Linked DNA regions of Mus musculus: region 1 is linked to region 2. Evidence: chromatin contacts called from public promoter capture Hi-C data. All regions are on one chromosome and are shown on one strand. The core of a region is the stretch at or near the end of the contact, and the rest is flanking DNA. Distances in the headings are between cores, read along the strand shown. Region 1 holds the start of Gm22082 (a small nuclear RNA gene). Region 2 holds the start of Acta2 (actin, alpha 2, smooth muscle, aorta).

Region 1 (6,242 bases), core at 2,956-5,455, 540 kb after region 2:
TCTGCTTGCCTCTGCCTCCCGAGTGCTGGGATTAAAGGTGTGTGCCACCACGCCCAGCTTGCTGTTGTTTTTTTTTTTTCTTATGTACACCTTGTTAGGTTCTCATCTATCACCACCATTTAGAGTGTCAGAAGTCTGATGAGGGAAAGAAGAGGGGAGATATTAATGTCAGCTACAGTGCAAGAAGAGGAAGGAACTTCATCCAGGATCCTGGCACTGATCCTCAGGGCAAAATGTTAGCCTGGGTATGCCAGACATTTTTATCTGGTAAAAACATCAAGTGTGTCATACTTTGTGGAGGTCACACCTCGATCCTGAAGGTCATTGTCTCTATGAGGCTTATCCACTGCACTTGGGAGGTACTGCCCCTATGATTTACCCAAACATGATGAGCTCAACTACACAATCCCTGATCAATCTCGGAGGACTGCGCTCTCACTCACTCTCCCCTGATAAACAATAAAAAGAAGTTACGGAAGTGACATGTACATGTTGAGATATGGTTTCTGTATGCATACCTCCCTTCTGGAGGATCGAAGAAGATCTCTAGAAATTTTAATTTTTTAAAAATATTTTTTAAAGATTATGTTTACTTATTTTGGATAGCAGGAGCTTGTGTGCCTCAACACCCGTGTGGAGGTCAGAGGAAAACTTAATAGAACTCATCTCTCCCATTCTATCACGTGGCTCCCAGGGATTGATCATCTGTGTGGCAGCAAGCACTTTACCCACTGAACCATGTCATCTTCCCAAAAACCTAACATTCCAGAAGGCTGCTTGAGGTCTCTTGATTACTTATTAACATATATGAATTATGCACAACAATGGGTTTCATTATGACATTTTTCATGGATATATAAAACGTATTTTGATTATATTTACACCTGACTATGCTCTGTTGTCCCCTTCCTACTCTTCTTGTTTCATTTTCTCTTCCAAAGCTCCCTCTTCTCCTTTCATGCCACTTAGGAGGAGGTGGACATGGAGGGGGAGAATTTTACAGACACATGGATAACATCAGTGACCACACCACTGAAGAAAATCTCTCCCTCTTCATCAGTAATCATGAAGAGCCAAATGCTTAAGGTGGCAAGTGGAAGGAACAGTTAAAGGACCCCTCCTCTCTGGCAACAATTCAGCGCATATCATTTCTCAGAGAGCAGTACAGCTTTGTGAGCCCCTGCCCATCCATGACCGACTACTGAAGAGTCTGATTCTGTGAAGATATTTTATGCATCACAGTTGCTATGAGTTCAAAGTTAGATGGCCATAGCCTGTCACGTCTTAAAGACAGCCTTCCACATGATACCTCTCTTTCCTAGGTCTTCTCAATTTTTTTCTATTCCCTCTTCTGCAATATCCCCAGTTCCCTTAGCCTTGGAAGAGGGTGATAGTGTCTGTCCTAAGCATTCAACAGTCACGTATTCTCAGGACTTGGAGCAGTTGTGAATCTCTGCTGTGGCTAGCTCCCACTGGAAAAAGAAGCTACTCTAATCAAAGCTAACAGCGGCACTCGTCCATGGGCATAAATATAAATATTTGAGGCAGTTTGACAAGCACATACTTTCCTAGAGTGGAAGAGACATTGAAGGTCATATCTGATCCAAGCTGGACCACTCCATCCAGTGCTAGGTCAGAACCCATAAGAGTTGAATGCAGAAACCTTCTTCCCTTGCTGACACTCTCCGCAGGGCTTTTCAACTTTTACTTTATTTTTTATGGGGATGGCTGAGGCATTCAGAGCTGAGCATTCAGAGCTGAGCACTTACCAGGTTTCCAGTGTGAAGACAACTCTTGTTAGATTACTCAGATCATATCATGTAAGCTAATGATTTTCTTATTGATGTACATTCATTCTTTTTTTCTTTTATTGGATATTTTCTTTATTTACATTTCAAATGTTTTTCCCTTTCCAGGTCTCCCCTCCAGGACCTCCCATCCCATTCCCACTCCCCCTGCCTCTATGAGGGTACTCCTCCACCCACCTACCCACTTCCCACCCTGTCATTTCCCTACAATGGGGCATCGAACCCCCTAAGGACCAAGGGCTACTCCTCCCACTGATGTCCAACAACACATACACAGTCAGAGCCATGGGTCCCTCTCCATATGTACTCTTTGCTTAGTGGTCCAGTCCCCAGGAGCTCCCGGGGTGGGGAGTGGCTGGTGGGTTGACATTGTTGCTCCCCCATCCCATGGGGCTGCAAACCTCCTCAGCACCTTCAGTACCTTCTCCAACTCCTCCATCGGGGACCCTGCGTTCAGTCCAATGGTTGGCTGCAAACATCTGCCTCAACTTTTATTTACAAAATTTGAACATTAGAAAACTCGGATGAGCATAGTTTCCCTACTCTTACTTGACAGCTCTTCTTTGGCAGAAGCCGTTAGCATGGTTTTGCAACTTACCCCTTGGTGATAAAAATCTGCTTCTCCTAAGTTGAAGTGTGAAACATTTATCATTTTCAATATGTTTAGCAAGACTGGGCCAATCAGCAAATGCTGACACTTATATATATGTAGCGGTTATTTGATGATTAACACTATGGAGGGATTGGGAACAAAACACCCATGGAAGGAATTACAGAGACACAATTTGGAGCTGAGATGAAAGGATGGACCATCTAGAGACTGCAATATCTGGGAATCCATCCCATAATCAGCCTCCAAACGCTGACACCATTGCATACACTAGCAAGATTTTGCTGAAAGGACCCAGATAGAGCTGTCTCTTGTGAGACTATGCCGGGGCCTAGCAAACACAGAAGTGGATGCTCACAGTCAGCTATTGGATGGATCACAGGGTCACCAATGGAGGAGCTAGAGAAAGTAACCAAGGAGCTAAAGGGATCTGCAACTCTATAGGTGGAACAACAATATGAACTACCCCGTACCCCCCGGAGCTCGTGTCTCTAGCTGCATATGTATCAGAAGATGGCCTAGTTGGCCATCAGTGGAAAGAGAGGCCCATTGGTTGTGCAAACTTTATCTGCCTCACTACAGGGGAACGCCAGGGCCAAGAAGTGGGAGTGGGTGGGTGGGGGAGCGGGTAGGGAACTTTTGGGATAGCATTGGAAATGTAAATAAAATAAATACCTAATTAAAAAAACAAAAGAAAAAAAACTATATCATCGAGTTTGCATGGCAACATATTTAGGATTTCTGTGGCATTCCCAAACTATACAAAGTCTGGAACTTTTAACAAGACAGATATTGATTAAGGAGTTTGCTCAGTCCATAAAATGTTTGTCACATAAGCATGAAGACCTGAGTTCGAGTCCCCATCACACACATGAAAAGCTGGATGAGGCACTATGCCACTATAATCCCAGAGCTGGAGGGTGTGTGAGTGTGTGTCTGTGTATGTGTCTGTGTGTGTGTGTGTGTGTGTGTGTGTGTGTGTGTGTGTGTGTGTGTGCAGAAATAGGAAGATCCTTAAGACATTCTGGCTAGCCTTCCTAAACTAATTAGGCAAGTTCCAGCCCAAAAGGAGACCTGTCTCAAAAGGTATGGTAAAGAGCAATTGAGGAAGATGCCTGATGTCTGTCTCACTCCTTACTGACCACCCCGCTCCTGTGCATGCACATCTGTGTACACATGAGCACACATACAAATCTGGGGAGCTGGCTGTGTAACTCGATGGTACAGTTGCTCTTAATATACTCTGTGCCTCATCCAAGCCCTGGGAACATGCATCCCCCTCCCAGTTTCAAATCTTAATGCCATGTTCCCTTTTAAAAAGATTAATTTCAATGTTTATGTAAAGTCATATTATTATGATGTCTCTACTGATGATCACTAAATAACCACAGATAAAATTATCCTTAAAATCATCTGAGCTCAAGCTTGACGATGGATGTGGATCCTCACAGCTGGACTTGGCCAAGACAATCCTCATGTTTATTTCATGAGCACAAAGGACTGTTTGGAGCCAATGTAGTCAAATGTGAAGTTCAAAACACAGGCTAAAGTACACAAAGGACCGCACAATTACTTACACATTCTGGGCAGAGGAAACAGAACTTAGCTGTTGTAGACAACCATCTATTTGCTCTGCTGTTTTCAAAAACTCTCTCTCTCTCTCTCTCTCTCTCTCTCTCTCTCTCTCTCTCTGTGTGTGTGTGTGTGTGTGTGTGTGTGTGTGTGTGTGTGTGTGTGTGTGCAGGCGTGGGGGGCAGGGAGCTGTAGATAGATAATTGACTCACTTCCCCATTTCCTTCTGCCTGTCTAAACATTTCGAACTTAGCTGCTTGCTGTCAGAACTCAAGCAGACGTCAGGAGAATGACTGCTCATTTTAGAATTTAGAATCTAATATAAATAGTAATCGAACCCCAAAGGAGGATGTCTAAGAGTGCTGAACTTAAAATTCATGAGGGTGTTGACTTATCTAATTTCAGCCCATGAACTTACAGAATTTAATACAAAACCACTCCCATCTTATAGTCAAAATAATGTGCTGTTTAAGTAACTATTCAGCTATTACATTTGAAAACATGCCCTTCATCAGGTGTGGTGGTATACACCTTTAATGTCAGCCCAAGGGAGGCAGAGACAGGCACAACTCTAAACTCAAAGCCAGTGAAGAACCAGCCTGCCTCCAACTTAGGCTTAAAAGTCATCTTACAGTAAAGACAAGCTGGGTTTATTCCTATTTATGCATAAACTTATGGTTTTGAAGAATTGGGCTATGCCTGTAACCATAACTACAAATGATTCTGTACTTCACATTTCAGGAATGGCAAGCATGTCTTTGTTTCAAAAAGCTGTAATCATAGGTGGTCATACAACCTTTTAAACAAAAGTAGGGTTGCAAGATGGTTATAAACAACTTTTGAAACAAAGACATGATTGCCATTCCTAGAACAGGCAGTACAGAACCACCTATATAGATGTGTGTGTGTGTGTGTGTGTGTGTGTGTGTGTGTGTGTGTGTACATGCTTTGAGTAAACTAGTTCTAGTATAAATTATACATCTGACTCTTCTCCTGTTTGCTCTTTCTTGCCAGCACAGCTGGAGGAACCTACTTCTTCAGAATTACAGCTTATACGGATGAAATGCCTAGCCTCATGGGACTGAGCAACTACTAGATCCTTGGATTTCCCATTCACAGCTGCCTATTGTTGGGTTAGTTGGGCTGCAGACTCCTCCTTCTGGTCTGGGCCAGTGCCCTGAGCAGACCTAAGTTGTGAACTCCGTAGCAAGTCCCACAATACCCAGAGGAAGATCCACTCCCAGGTGGTCTAACACTCCCAGGATCATAGGATCAGAGATGAGAAGGACACAACACCTGCCCCAACACTGGAAGTAATTGGGACCAGCAGGACCCAGGCACCCAGGAATTCCACCCGACCAGTGGTACAGGTTCCTTCCGGTCTGAGCAGACCTTAGGTGTGAACTCTGCAGCCAGTCTCACAACTCCCAGGAAAAGCTCCACTCCCAGGCACTCTAACAAGCCCAGGATCCCAGGATCCCAGGAGCTTGGTCACACCAGGATCTCAGGGTCCAGGGGCAAACTGACTCCCAGGAGCTCTGACACACCCACGATCTCAGGATCCCAGAATCACAGGATCACAGAGACAGCTGAACTCTGAAGAGTTCTGACACAACCAGGATCACAGGAAGGACAGGCTCCAGTCAGATATACCAAGGGCAGGTAGCACTAGAGATAATCAGATGGCAGGAGGCAAGCATAAGAACATAAGCAACAGAAACCAAGGTTACTTGGCATCATCAGAACCCAATTCTCCTACCATAGCAAGTCCTGGATACACCATCACACCGGAATAGCAAGATTCAGGTCTAAAATCACTTCTCATGATGGTGATAAGAAGGACATAAATAACTCCCTTAAAGAAATACAGGAAAACACAGGTAAACAGCTAGAAGCCCTTAAAGAGGAAACACAAAAATCTCTTAAAGAATTACAGGAAAACACAATCAGTCAGGAGAAGGAAATGAACAAACCATCTAAGATCTAAAAATGGAAATATAAACAATAAAGAAATCACAAAGGGAGACAATCCTAGAGTTAGAAAACCTAGGAAAGCAATCAGGAGTCATAGATGCAAGCATCACCAACAGAATACAAAAGATAGAAGAGAGAAGAACCTCAGGCATAGAAGATACCATAGAAAACATTGACATAACAGTCAAAGAAAATGTAAAAAGCAAAAAGCTCCTAACCCAAAATATCCAGGAAATCCAGGACACAAAACACCAAATGCACTAAACAAAGAAAGAATA
Region 2 (6,240 bases), core at 408-2,907:
AATGGGTTTCTTCAGCAGTTTGCTCTTTCCTCTTTCCACTATGCCTTTCCTTTCAGACTCTGAATTATACTTAGCTTCCTTTCCAGTGGATGATAAGGACTCAGAAGAAAGTTTCAAACCACAAGGAGGCACAGAAGCCAGGTGACTGGCAGAGGCAGAAACCACCAAAGGACCAGCAGAGAGTCTGTGTGTCCACTAAGCCTGTTTTCCATACTTAGCACCAGGGCTGCAAATGGGATAAGCCACTTGGAATTAGGATACCCTCTGAAAATGGGGAAGGATAACCCACATAAACTTTTTGTTGGGCAGGATGGCTTAAGGTTGTGCCTTAGTATATTCAGAAAAATAAGCTACCTGGTTTTTAAAAAAATGCAGGAAAAAATACTGTCAAATTCCGTAAAGATGTATTTCTATTTCATCAAAAATATCCAGGAAAAAATTGTCTTATTAAGCTCTGAAAGGAGCGTTGTCACTGGAGAAGAAGTCTGTGTGTTTCCAGAGGACGCAGCCGCTGTGGTTTGCAACTCTTATCTAACCTGAATGAGCAGCTCGGTTTGAAGCGGGGAGCATTTCCTAATTAGGTAAAACACACTGGGCTCCAGCCTCTGCTTTTGGAACTGCACCGGGGCGGGGAGTTTGGTGCAGCCCAGTGGAGCTCATCTGGTGCCAAAAATGAATTGTTGGGGGGAGGGGGGAGGGGAGGAAAGGACAGTACCCTTCCCAGCTTATGAGTCTCAAATGCAAACCATATTTAGTCATGAATCACAAAACAGGAGGAAAATCTTATCGAGAAAACTCCATTCCCTGATGAAGCTACCGAGCCCTGAGTTACAATGTGGGGTGGCAAGGCTGGTTCCACAGATACTTAAGCGGCTGAGGGACACGTGAGGCAGAGAAATGCAAATCAGATCTCCCCTGGATGAGACACTTCCTCCTTTCTTTGCAGAAAGTAGAAAAGCTATGCTATGCTGCAAATGACCAATGGCATAGGTCTGACTTGTAAGGGCACCAACACACTCACAAGATACACATTTCCAGCATAGGACACCAGCTCTTAGAGCCCCGGAAACCCAGAAGCAATGCGTCCACTCAGCCAACATCAGAGAGCAGGCAACTACCTCAGTTCATTCCTGATATTCACTTCCAGTTACCTCAGCTGCACTAAATACCTCATGCTACATCATGATACATCCAAAAGTTTCCAACTTTTGCCTAAGTAGAAACAAACGTATAATTTACCACATACAGCTAGACTCCACCCCTACAGTACGCTGCGGGATCAGAGCAGTTGGTTTAGTGTAAACAGGTTTTGCAGATGACACACATGAACAAACTTTAATTTTCTATCCATTTCCTTTTCCAGTAAATCAAGCGTTGTTTCCAGTAAATCAGCCCTATTCGGATGTAAAATCATGCAAGCTAAAAAGCTACAATCATTTTAACAGTATAAATCTTTATTCAAAAATTCAAAACACGTGAGTCATTCAGATTCCCACAGACAATGTCTGGCTACATTGGATGATAAAAGAGCCTGGGAAAACTCGAAGTCATATCCCTGGGCTGGGGCTACTTACCCTGACAGCGACTGGCTGGGCTTCTCCACTCTGGGTGGGTGGTGTCCCGGGAGGCTGAACGCTGAAGGGTTATATAGCCCCTTGCTCTGATCCCCTCCCACTCGCTTCCCAAACAAGGAGCAAAGACGGGCTGAAGCTGGCCGTTCACTCTAACACAACCATATAGGGACCTCAGCACAAAACTCTCTAATCTGGGTGGCCAGAGGCCTGGGTCTCTTCCACTGCATTCCTCTGTTCTGCTCCCGAAACAGGAGGCAGCTCAGCTGCTTATGGGGATAAACATCCTAAGCCCTCAGAACAACTGCTCAAATGCCCAGACACTGGGCTAGTGTCATGGGACAGACGCAGGCACGGTTTGCACATTCCTCAGAAGATGCCAGCCCCTGTCTGGCTAGTCTTTTGGGCCATTAGCTGAGGACTTGGATAAGGAAGGGCCTGTCTCTGACTAGCTGCGATTTTTAAGCAACACTGTTGCAAAAGGTAGCCTAGATCAAAAGATGCTTCGAGTCACCCATAAATATGCAGAGGAGTCATGTTTTTATGGAAGCTACATTGTACTTATACATTGTGTCTTTGTGTTGTAGTAATGAAACCAGGAACTGAAGTATGTAGTGAGGATTAACCAGCCTGTGTTGCCCAAAGAGTAACTTAGAAGTCAGAATCACTGTAACTGCTTTAACCCTTAACATTCCGCATGTTGCTGGCTTTTTACTGACCCTTAACAGCATGATTAAGGACCATCCTTTGCCCACAGAGATCACCAGTCACCCTGTCATAAAAAAATAAAAAAAAAAAACTTTGTAAAAGAAATTTGAAATGTTGAAATGAAGCCTGCTCACTCTCCTCCATGACTATGAGCCCACTGGACAGAAACAGAGATCAAGTGACCTCAAGTGACCCTATCATTCTTCAAAGGCATCAGATCGTTGGCTTTGATGGACAGTCAGTGACTTTACATTTCTGTACTTTCCTCCTGCAAGCCAAGGTTCTGATTCCATTCACGATAGAGATATTTTGGATGGATTCTGGGAGTGCTTCTGAACTGTGCACATGTTAGGGAAACCCCAGGGTGAATGGCAGCAGCTGTCCACTCACGCTCCCACGGCTCATGCACTTGTTTTATGGTGTCCACCTGAGCGCATGCATAGTTTTCTTTGAGAAATTACACTGGTGACTCTTAGGAGAATCTAATAGTTGCTAAACAATGATGTGGTTTCTTTGTGTTGCTCAAGAGTTTTCTACTCTGTATCTGGTTTCTATCGACTAAGAAATACATTGTCTGCTCAAATACAGAGATCGCATAGTATAAGACAGAGTAGGACATTTATGATTAATCCAATGGGTCCTTATCATAGGCATCGTGTAAAGCAAAATTCCATGTTTTGCTTTGGTTTTGGTTTTGGTTTTTACTTTAGTCCCAGGCACGGATCTCTGTGTTGATGTCTTGCTTCAGGAGTGTTAGAGTGTTGTCTTGGTCACTTCACGAGCTGGCAATTCCTTTAAAAGACAAGAAAAGAGCTTTGATAATATTATAACTTTTTTTGTTTATAGTGGTTGTCTTTTTCAGTAATCAGAATATTAATACATGAATAAGGTTTAAGTTTTCTTGTTTTGTTTTTGTTTTTTAAGAATTAGAAAAAGCAATTTGAAGTTACCAAGGAGGATTTGCTCATTTTTTTTCTAAGCAAGTAATTAATGGTCTTGCTGTATGAGTTTGAGATTTTATATCCAACTCACGTCTCTTCCGTGAGAGAAAGCCCCATTGGATAAGTGTGTACAAATATACAAGCAGAGTTCCATCCAGTGCTTAGATAACTCCCAGAGTTGGCAGCCATGAATGCAAGGAGTTATGGACTGATTAGAGGGAGCACATCTGGTCATTTGGTTGCAGTTCAGGGAAACTATAAAATAAATCCAAGCTATAAGCACTCATTCAAGAGTCATCTCCAGTTGCATTGCTCCAAGATATCACAGAATGTCTTGGTAATGTGATTTAGTGATGATTTACAGTACAGCCCTTGAGAATTGGAGACCATTTTAGTCCTCACTGGGACCCAGTCCAGAGCTGACTTAGCATGGTATTGCTGAGTTAGCACTGGTACTTACTGGAATGCCCAGCATCAGCAATGCCTGATGCAGTAGCCACTAGACACATGCAACTACTGACCACTCAAATGTGTAGAGTTGACATTTCTATTTCATTTCATCTTTGCTTTGGTATGTATGTGGGGTGTGCATGCCTTTGTATGTATATTCACATGTGCAGGGGCACATGCTTGTGCATATGTAGGTCTGTGAAAGCCAGGGGGTGATAGGGTTTATACTGCTTGTCTCCATGTGATCTATTAGACAGGATCTCTCACTTGAACCCAGTGCTTACTGATTTGGCTCACCTAGCTAGCCAGTCAGCTCCAGCCAACGCATATCTGCCAGGTTTTTATGTGGATTTGGGGGACCAGAGTTCCAGTCCTGATGTTTGTACAGCATGCATTGTACCCATTGGGACATCTCTCCTCAACCTCATTTCATTTCATCGATATTAAATTTCAGTTCGGATAGACTACCATATTAGAAATCACAGGTATTGTAAGTTTTAAACATGATTACAACTAAATTACCCAAAAGGCTTAACAAATTCCAATGTTCAGACTGCTAGTAGGTCAGCTAAAAGAGAATATTGACCCCAGAACCCATATTATAATTCATTGCCCAGGATGAAAATGTTTACAGTACCCTAAATACCTCTGAGCAAAGCTTATAGCCTGTCTGCATCAGAATCCATAGGACACTGTGTTGGTTATTTATAAAGCTAGAACCATTTACCTTAATAGCCCCCTGAATCATAACTTAAACCTTTCAGTTGAAGATATATTTTTGATTTACAAAAAAAAAAAAATGAAAAAGAAAGTGTTCCTCTCTGTGCTGTACTCAGTCTGCTATGATTGATATCTTCCAGCATTGTTGTACGTTTATCACAATTGATGAACTAACATTGATGCATTATTATTAACTGAAGACCATCCTTTATTAGCATTTCCTTGATTCATGCCTGTGATGGTTAATTGTTTTGTTTGTTTGTTTTGGGGGTTTTGGTTTGTTGTTGTTGTTTTCTGTCAACTTGACAGAAGCAAGGGTCATCTGAGAAGAGGGAACCTCAACTGAGAAAATGTCTCCATCAGATTGGCCTGAAGGCAAGCTTGTGGGTCACCTTCTTCATTAATGACTAATGTGGGAGGAACCAGCCTACTGTGGGCAGTACCATCCCTGGGCATGTAGATCTGGGTTGTATAAAAAGGCAGCTGCTCAAGTCTTGAGTGCTGTGATTAAAGGCATGCCCCCACCACGACCTGGCTCATCAAGCTGTTCATCACAGTACTTTTCGCATGGACTCCATTATAAACAACTATCTTTAAAGAATTGAGAGCTATACTTCACCTCCTTAGGATGGAATATCTGTATAGTTATCCAGCCAGGAATCTGCTTTTAAAAGCGTCTTTAACCTTGAGAATTAGGTCTTCATGCAAATGTCTAAATGTCCAAGAATCACATGAATACTGGAGCTTGTTCCACTTGATTATAATTCTCTTTGTGTGGCTGAAACAGTGGGTAGGTGTGTTCCCTGGCTTCTGATGAGACTAGATAATAGTCAGTTACTTAGTCCAGAAATCAAATTATGGATCCTCTAGACACCAAACAGTGAATAGAAGCAGAATTGCTGATGCTTTCACCAAGGTGTGCTTTGAAATTGAAATCCTAGTATATCCAAGGAGGAAGAAAGCATACCAAGAAGAGAGAGACCGGGCGAGAGACAGAGATACAGAGAAAGACAGAGATAAGTTTGGACCTTGGAAGAAATGTCAAAGAAGAGCAAGTACCATCTGAATAAAAGGGTGTGTGGTCAAGGAAGGATCCAAGAACATCTGTGAATAAAAGGCTGTGTACAGAGCAGCTCCATGTCCATGAGTAGTTCACAGTACATTAGAGCCACTGTTATAATTCACAACAGGCACTCTACACTTAGCATTAAGCACAATGTCAGTAGATCCAGCTTTAGACGTGTGTCTGTACAATTTAGAGGAATCATGGTTAACGAAAAGAAAAAGGCTGGCTGAATTCACAGAAGAATGGTCCGTCGCCAGTGATATCCAAAGGATGCATATTGAATGCTGCAGAAAAGAAGCAACCTACTCATGCTGTGGAAAATAGAAAAAGACACCACTCCTAAGCCATCAACTTCAGAGAACAAGTGTAGGCAAGGCAAGCTGAAAGAGAAGAAAACTATCACCACGAGTCCTGCTTGACCAAGTGTTGAAAGTTTATGGCTCAAAAGTTACTTGTGTGTCACAGTGAGTGACATCCACTGTTTCTGAAGCTATCTTTCCAAAAGGAAAATGTTTTTATTTTTATTATTTTAGTCTGTGTTTGTGTGTGGTATGCATGTGCATGCTTCAAAAAACACAAGAAGGCATTCGATCCCCTGGTGCTAGGATTCCAGATGGGGTGCTGGAACCAAAACTCAGGTCCTCAGAAGACCAGCCTTCATCGCTACTCAGCAACCTCTCTGAACCTTGAACTAGCTTTGACTGTCATTAAAATGCCAGATCAGAGGTTAAAGAAAATGAAATTTGGAGCAAAGGCTCGATAATACCCTCAATGCTATGTTTCT

Evidence for each region. Promoter capture Hi-C pulls out the DNA fragments that hold promoters and counts their contacts.
Region 1: a contact with region 2 is called in a promoter capture Hi-C map of hematopoietic stem and progenitor cells. A contact is called at or near these places in 16 of 39 promoter capture datasets (the C10 cell line, the HPC-7 cell line, the SN4741 cell line and 10 more).

The regions. Positions count from the first base shown.
Region 1 is chr19:34,795,891-34,802,132 of GRCm38.p6, forward strand. It overlaps Gm22082 (a small nuclear RNA gene), which reads left to right and starts at 288; the gene lies at 288-448.
Region 2 is chr19:34,253,716-34,259,955 of GRCm38.p6, forward strand. It overlaps Acta2 (actin, alpha 2, smooth muscle, aorta), which reads right to left and starts at 1,658. Exons shown (of 9, transcript NM_007392.3): 1 at 1,575-1,658. It overlaps Gm31355 (a long non-coding RNA gene), which reads right to left. Exons shown (of 4, transcript XR_386664.1): 4 at 2,921-3,071.